2 separate regions of the Rattus norvegicus genome follow, and region 1 is linked to region 2. A link is a contact called in public Hi-C data. All regions are on one chromosome and are shown on one strand. The core of a region is the stretch at or near the end of the contact, and the rest is flanking DNA. Distances in the headings are between cores, read along the strand shown. Region 1 has its middle 93 kb from the start of Cysltr2. Region 2 has its middle 74 kb from the start of Chchd2l2-ps5.

Region 1 (4,337 bases), core at 335-2,834, 170 kb after region 2:
TTGCTTGGCATTGGAGGAAGTACCACAATGGCACCTGTGTGTGGGGTAGTGGAGGGCCTATCTCCATGTCACCTTTGTATAACCAGGGACCTCCAGATGAGCAGCCACAGGCTCCCAAGGAAGCTGAGAGGATAATATCCCACACTGTCCTTTTAACAGCTTCAGCAACGGGTAGGTGTAGCCCAGTCTCCGAGGTAGCTGCTTGTGGGTCAGCTCCCAAGCAGTGATGAGACCTGAAGCCAGTATTTCTCAAGAGCCTGCTCCTGCTTTAAATACAAATTACATGGCTTGGAGTTTCCCCACCCCCATCTTCCCCGAAAGCAAACAGGGTATCTAAGAATCTTTTCATTCAATAAAGAGCTCATGACCATCGTTTTGCCCCTGGCACTGGTCAGGACTGAGGAGTCAGGGACAGAAAAACAGGTTAGGGGGACAGCTTAGATTCTTGGGGAATGTCAGGTCAATAAACCAGTGAAGTATCAGAAGAAAAGTACTCAGTGGTGATTCTTACAGTATCCTCTGGGTCTGAGGAGACCATGTATACCTCTGATGGTGGCCAGAATGTTTCTGCAAAAAAGCCAATGTCTAGGCTGAGTTGCAAGGGCAAATGTGTCATGGTGACTAGTGGCCAGGGGGATACACACAAATCCTTGGACTGCAAGAAACCACAATGACCCCAGGAGGCACTCTCAAAATAATAAAGGGAGCTGTTGTTTATCCTCTGGTGCCCCCCTCTTCAGTGCGACCTTAGGCAGCACCTCAGCACCGTAGCCTTCAGGCCAGCCCACAATGCTGTTCCACTGCAGCCTAATTAGAACATCAAAAGGAGTCGGAGGAGATAAAGCAATGAAGGCTCAAAAACGTGCACAAATCTTGCTGACCACCTGGATTTTCTCCTGTTACCATAGCTCTGGAGACTGCAGAGAATTAAATCTTGGATACGGAATCGAACTCCGTCTTTAGACAAGTTAATCTCCCAGAGCCTCCAATTCCCTAGTTGTCAAATGGGGATATGAATCACTGCTGCCTGGCAGTGGGGTTGGCAGGGCGAAAGAGACGGTGTGTAAAGCAGGGCTCTGCAGTCAGTGCTTAGTGAATGTTACTATCACGGTGCAGCACTCCTGAGATGCTCTGCCCTCTGTCCTCTGCGATGCTCTGCCCTCTGTCCTCTGCGATGCTCTGCCCTCTGTCCTCTGTACGGCACCAATAGTCAGACTGCACTGAAGGTCACTTTCCCCAGTCGGTTTTATGGACGAGAAGTGTTATTTGTTTAGTTCTCCCTAGAAATTCTAGCACCAAGTTGTTGTTCCCTCCTACCCGTCCGCCCCCATACTAATTGTGAAACCCATCATGGTCATCGTAGGCTTTTGTGCTGGGGAGAATCGTGACTATTTGAGTCTTCTTTATCTAGGGACATGATTTATCATAAAGACTTAAGTAGTTTATAAGCTTGTGTGTCTTCACTTGTCAGCGGCCCTAATTCTCTTATTTCCGTGGAAATTGCTCACAGGCTTCCAGATCTGTCTTACTGCTCTGGCCCCAGGGATGTTATATTTCACTGGCCGTTGAAATCAGTGCCTGTCATTTTCCAGGCTGACGTTCACTGGGTGAGTCAGATGTTTGGGTATGAACAGCAGAGCCTCCGGTGCAGCTGCCAAAAGGGTGTGTTTGCCTTCACTTCCGGGGACCCTCTCTTAGCTGCCACCTAGTGGTGAGTTTTATGCCGGTAAAACATGGCTCGGGAGAAGCCATTCACAAGCATCTCTGGTAATGAGACCCTCTGACGCTGGGAGCCATGCCAATGGTGGCGCATAAATATTTATTCATCTTTGTAAATGACTCTACATGATTTGGAGATACTAGTGGCCAGTTCTGAAAGGAATTCCACTTTATAGTTCTCAAATAGAAATTGAGAAGTTTCCAAATGTAGCAATAGTTCTTTTCTTCAAAATGTACCCCAGCAGAGAAAGGACTAGGCTGGCACCAAGGGGGTGAGAGTATTGTTAATATTAGCTCAGTCTTCAGATTGTGCCAAACTCTAGTTTAAATAATTACACTATCCCATTTACTCTATTTCAGTCCTGACGTATCTGTAATAATAGCAAAGTAATTATCTTTCTAGGTTGTTATTGTTGCTGTGGTTGTTATTTTGCACATGGGATAATCAAAAGTCTAATGTCATTTAACTGCTGAGTGACAGGACTGGCATTCTAACCAAGCTCCCTGACATCCGCCATGTTCTTGACTATCACTAATGGATGCTCTTTGTTTCTCTGTTCCTTCAGGATTCCAGCATCTGCTCATCTTCCAAACATCTACGAATGCCCAGGGTTGGCCCCATTGGTCAGCTGTGATCTATGCTGGCTGCCTTTTCTTTATGAGGTACTTATATTCTTGGGGGAATGGGGAGTAGCAAAACAAGAATTTTCGTGCACACTGATGCTACACTGAGATGAACTCCTGGAGCTAAGAGTCCTATGGAGCAAGCAGGTTTGATCCCCTGGAAAGAGGACCAATTGTTCCTATGAGATAAATGGAAAATTGGCAGGTTCAAGGAAGAAAGGAGCTTTGTCAAGATGCTCCATGAAGAATAAGCAGCGGGCACAGGTCATCCCAGGTCCTGGAGGAGTCATCCTGGGACACTATTCACATGACTGACTAGCTTCAAGCAGAGACCAAGATGATGGTCTATTTGGACATTGACTTTGCCTCGGTGCCTAGAAGAATGCTGGCCACCACCCCATTCTGAAGAACACTGTTTTGCAGGAGAAACTCCTGTAGAAGAGGTGAGGAGCCTTTCTTTCCTTGGAGAGCTAGACTATGTGTGGAATGCTGTCCTGGGCTCTGGTGGGAAGTTTGTTTGGCTGTGTGCCATAGCTCAAGGCTCACCCATCCCTCAGAACCTCATAATTTAAACTATAATTTAAAACTATAGAGAATGAATTACTGTCCCATCAGGCATAGACTAAGGGCAGAGTCTGTTATGGTTTGCTGTTGAGCGTTGATGGTATCTTCTAAACACAGTGCAAAGGAACCGGGGGAGCTTTGTTAAAGTATGGCCTTCGGGAGGCCACATTTTCATTCTCATCTCTCGGATACCTCCCAAAGTTACAAACTTCACTCATCCAAAAAGCCATTTTGCCAAATTATGAGAACCATGAAGACAGGCCTGCTGCACATGGCTACATACTGCTGGATGGCTGCTTGATCATTTCTGTATCCTCTGCAAAGTACCAGCCTCACTGTATATCTCCCCCTGGGACTTGAGGGCACTTTAGACTTCCTTGTTAGCCTTTCCAACGTTTCCCCTTTGATTCAGGTTGAAATGTTGATCTAGAATTGGATCCCAGCCTGGTGTTCCCTCCACAGTTCATTTTGTGTCTTTTAATCAGATCCCCCTTCTATCTCCCCAAAGAGCATTCTCCTTCAGGGCTTGTGGCATCCCTTCCTTTCAGCATTTCTACTAAGCTACTACAGTGGGGGTCACTGAAGCTTGCTCACAGCGGTCACATGCACGGAAGTTACTGTGCGCATTGTTGTGGAATCTGGAAGGACTCCGCACCCATTCTTCTAACTTCTCCTGATGTCTCTCATCCTCTTAAGCTTCCTCAAGACTAGGATCTTGAAGATGTGTGCTTACATTCTGTACCAGCCATTTTAATAACTTTGGGTAATTTCCTTAGTCCCCTTGTGCCTCGTCTTCTCTGCATATAAAAGCAATCATTGCATAATGGGCTCACTAGATTGTCTTTGGTATTGGGAGGACAGGAATCACATGACATCAAGAACAAGACCTGACCATCTACACATCAAGTCTTTGCTTCCCTTGGACAGCAATTATCCCTACTCTTAACTACTTTCTTTTTAAGTCTCTTAAACCACTTTTTAAAGATCAAATAACAATTTATTTCCCCTGTCATTTTTGGACAATATATGCCGTAGAAATAGTTTGTAAAGAAGGTCAGAACACTAGTTTGAGAAGTAACATTCCTACACAATAACCTTTGAAAGGGTTGAGAATATACACACAGGAAAGAACAGGGGTATACTTAGCCCCAGTTTACTCCTCCTACTCCAAACATCATTCTGAGTCTTTCTCAGCCACTTTATTCTGATCACCAAGCTGAAGACAGTTCTTGCTCTGGTGCCAGTTCCTCTCATATGAGTCATAAATCTTCCCAACTAATCTTCAGCCGTAGGTGTAACTGATTACATGAGGTATCTCCCTTTTAAAATGTATAGTTTGTGTTCGTGGAAGGCAATGTTCTGCTTGTCCTAGTTTATGATTTTTTGGTCTTGGACTTTGCTTGTGGGTTTCTGAATTGGGTCTGAGTAAT
Region 2 (3,990 bases), core at 1,106-3,605:
CCACTATCTCTCTGAAGAGATAGTCTAATTACATATGCAAGGCTGACTCAAACTTGTAGCCCTCCTGCTCCAACCTTTCCAGTGCTGGGTTTATAGGTGGGAATCGTCATGCATAGCTGAGATTCTTATAGCCCTCCTTCCCAACTAGGGACTGAACCCATGTATATACTAGGCAAAGACTCTACTACAGAGTTATATGCCTTCCCATGTTAAAAAAATAAAATAAAACAAAACAAACAAAAAAACAATTATTTTGATACAGAGTCTTGCTAAGTTACCCAGATGACCTTGAACTTGACACCCCCTAGCCTCATCCCTTCAAGTGGCTAGGTATGCACTGCCACACACACACTGTGGTAGTCTCAATTAGAAAAGTTAAGAACACAAAGTAATAGTTTACCCACCCAATGAACATAAATCTTGAATATTTCTTAAATGTCTAGACAATGTTGTAGAGTTGGGATAAAGGCTTCGCTAAAAGAGTAGGCAAACTCTGTGTGACCGTTTCTTCATGAAGCATACATACATAATACATAACAGAAATACATAAATCAAATTACAGAAATTTATGATAAATCACTGAGCACAAACCACCACTGACAGCTATGGACAGTAACTGGGAGAGCCTCTCCTAGGAGAAGTAATGGAGGTGTGTTCTGGAGCCCAGGGAGTGGAGTAGAAGAGAAGCACATACCAGGCAGAGGGCACTGAAAGAGCAAGGGTCTCATGCTGGGAGGGGCGTGGGAGAAATGGAAATAGAGTCGAAGAGATACAAGCAGGTTCAGAGTACCAAGAGCTTGTGAGTGTGGGAAGGGAGGGAAGACATTCAGGGGTGTCTTCATGGTGGTCTGACTGTGTGTGCTCTGTGAAGTGAGTCTGCATGAATTGTGTAGTGCAAATTGGAGGGAGGCCAAAGAGGACCCAGGAAGGAGGTCAGTTAACAAGGCTATGCTGGTAGCCAGGTGAAATGGGAGTGTTGACTTAGTCAAAGCATTATCATAGAGATAAAGGGAAACAAAGAGATTGGAGAGGTATCACAAAAATAGAATATCTAGGATAGGGTATCCATTAATGGAGAATGACAGAAAGGGCATCAGAGATCATTAGCGTTGCCAAGATGGCTGTGTGCTGGAGGAAAAAGCATGCTCTGTAAATGTGATCCTTGAGGTAGGATTGAAGATGGCCTATGACTTAGCAGTCAAGGACAAGAAATGGCCTTATCTCGGATATTCAGAAGATAGTTGTTTGAACTAAAAAGACTAAAGAGTGAGCAAGCCATCCCATGAGAAAAAGTCCTTGATGGTGTCCCCAAGTTCAATTTAGGACCTTGGATCCCCATTGATTCCCACTGTGTCCCAGCAATAATAAAATAAAGCAGCTGCAAAGAGAAATGAACTCATTTCCTTGGTCTTTTCTGACCATTATTTGTTACTCAACACAGAGTTACTTTAAAAATCAAATATATTCAACAGCAGAAGCCACCACTTCCCCTTCATCACTGCATAAATGACTGGATTCCCAGTCTAGGGAAAGTACAACCTTGACTTTTTGGGTAGTACAGCTCACAGACAATTGTAAAAGAAGACTTTAGTTGAAAGGCAGCTGGCAAATGAGAGGAATCGGACAGGAATGTCTACAAGATGTTTCTGAATTTCTCTCAACGTGGAGCTTTCTTGCTTAAGAAGAGGATTGACTATGTGCTGTCAGTAGACAATTTGGTGGCTGCATGAGCTGAGAAACATATCTAGCCATTCACTTAAGACATATTCTGTTTCTCTCTTCTTAATAGAAACCTGCAGTGGTAATTAAGAGAGCATGTTCCACAGCCACCCTTTCTGCCACTCATCATCTCTCACAGCTACTGCACCACGTCCCAGTGGGGAAGGCACAGCCATGGGAGTCAGAAAAAGTAGGTCTAAATCCCTGGTCCCTGGGCAAACAGTTTCATGGTTTTGGATCTTGTATTTATCATGAAAAAAAAAACAAGAATAATTGGATTATATTTTAGCTATAATGATGACTCACGAATCTATTTTTACTTCCAGATTTCTCTCCTCAGATTCTTACTTCTTATGTTCCATTCCTTCCTGGACACATTCTACATGTTTCAGAGGTAACTCAAATCCAATTTTTTTAAGTCTAAATTCATTTCTAGCTCTAGTCCAAACAGAAAAACAACATTCCCATAAGGTTCCTATATTGGCGAATATGCCCCCTGACCAGCAAAGTTTGGACAGCATCTGTGACTTCACCTTCAATCCACTTACCATATCCTGTTTTCAGCTAGCTGCTGTGTCCTGTGGATGCTAGCTCCCATCTCTCCACCCCCTTCTATCACACTAGCAGAAGCCACAGCTATCTTTCTGTCCAGACCTGCTGTGACCTTGTGACCTGTCCTCTGTGCTCACGTACACTGGACATCGGACTCATTCAGCTGATTTTGAAATGTTCCTGAGACATGCTTTCCACTGGGCCTTTATCAATGCATCAGCACTGTTCCCAAACTTGGTCAGAGGAACTTCTTATTTGCAGAGGGTAGTGGTTAATGCGGAGACTCACAACTGTTCAACGTCCTCAGACGAAGTGACCAAGTGCGTCTGTGTCAAACCCTTCCTCCAAGGCTCCAAGAAAACATTGTAAAAAGAGGGGCACGAAGAATGTAAGAGGCAGGGGATGGAAGGGAGGGCTGTGAAAGGTTGGCCTCTGGCTATGACATGGCCATGACACTTGCACTCATGAATGGACAGCAGCTGTGCTTACTTGAACAAGACCTGCACAAGCCAAGCCAGTTCAAGCTTCTAGCATGAAGCAAGGAGAGGCTCCCAATGACCACTTCTAGCTGAGAAGTTAATGGAAATTTATGGATGCTAAGGGGAAGGCAGTCTTTTTTTTTTAAATGAACATTGGTTGGTCTCCCTGTGCCCAGATAGAATTCATTGGATTATTAAATTCAGTGAATATTTTTAAAGGAAACAAAATTGAGCAATTTTTGAAGGTAAAGCAATTGAAGGATGTAGGGCTGGATATGATCTGTAACAGGAAGCCTACCAGAGGAGACCACTCAGAGTTTACAGCCAGCTGAAAGTCCCTGTGCCAGCTGGCTGGGGGTTACAGTCACGTATGCAGGGCTCACATGTATCACCAAGCATTTAAAGGATGTAAAGGGGAAAAAAATTACATCTTGGTATTGCAGTTGGAGGTTTTATGATAAGCAAGAAGTTTAACAGAAGCTAAGCTAGCTGGAGCATCCTGACCTTGTGTTCCTAGAATAGAGTTGGGTAATTTTCTCTGGGGTTTCCCATCAAGGAAATTCTAGTCAAACCTAAAATGACCTCAACAGAATACAAATGGAGGCACCGCTGCACTGTCTTATCCTGTCACAGACTGAGATGGATTGCATGTATGCATAAAATTCCCAAAGAATAGTATATATTATATAATATCAAATAGCATATATATATGAAAACAATTTTATAATCTAAAGAAATAAAATAAAAAGATATGGTTCTGTTTGCCTAATGTGTTTTGCCACATCCCATTTGTTCTCTGTTTTTCTCATGGCTTTTCTTGGAGAGCATTCTCTCATTCCCAGCCTCCTTGAACCAAGTAAAGCAGCCCTGCTCAGCAATCCATAATGTTCAGTGCTCTTCTGAGTATAGCATTCACAAATCTCATTTCAAAGCCTTATCTATTTTCCTCTTATACTTAAAATGTGTACCCTACCCAGAATGCTTACTGGTACTATTTGAAAAAGAAGAAGAAGCTCAGAGAGAGAGAGAGAGAGAGAGAGAGAGAGAGAGAGAGAGAGAGAGAGAGAGAGAGAGAGAGAGGAGAAACATAAGAAGAGAGGGAATGAGAAAGCATTGGTTGAGAATAATATGTCATTCCTAAAAGAAATCTATCATTTTTTGCAATTTAGGGTCAGGGGGCTTCAGAAAGAGAGCTTCACAGATTCTTGCCTGCAGGAATGGGGCACGTGTATAGAGCATT

What was found. A called contact is a pair of places that touch in the nucleus more often than the background predicts.
Region 1: a contact with region 2 is called in a Hi-C map of hepatocytes, with 1.6 times the contacts expected there. The contact joins two enhancer-like sites. A contact is called at or near these places in 3 of 12 Hi-C or Micro-C datasets (hepatocytes, kidney and liver).

The regions. Positions count from the first base shown.
Region 1 is chr15:54,543,022-54,547,358 of GRCr8, forward strand. No RefSeq gene overlaps it. Among named protein-coding and RNA genes, the nearest start is that of Cysltr2, 93 kb to the right of the region's middle. Within about 2 kb of position 1,585, at least 31 of the 93 cell types and tissues checked have an H3K27ac peak or open chromatin away from gene starts, as enhancers often do. A contact at or near this core is called in hepatocytes and liver, where this site is marked.
Region 2 is chr15:54,373,121-54,377,110 of GRCr8, forward strand. No RefSeq gene overlaps it. Among named protein-coding and RNA genes, the nearest start is that of Chchd2l2-ps5, 74 kb to the left of the region's middle. Within about 2 kb of position 2,356, at least 2 of the 93 cell types and tissues checked have an H3K27ac peak or open chromatin away from gene starts, as enhancers often do. A contact at or near this core is called in hepatocytes and liver, where this site is marked.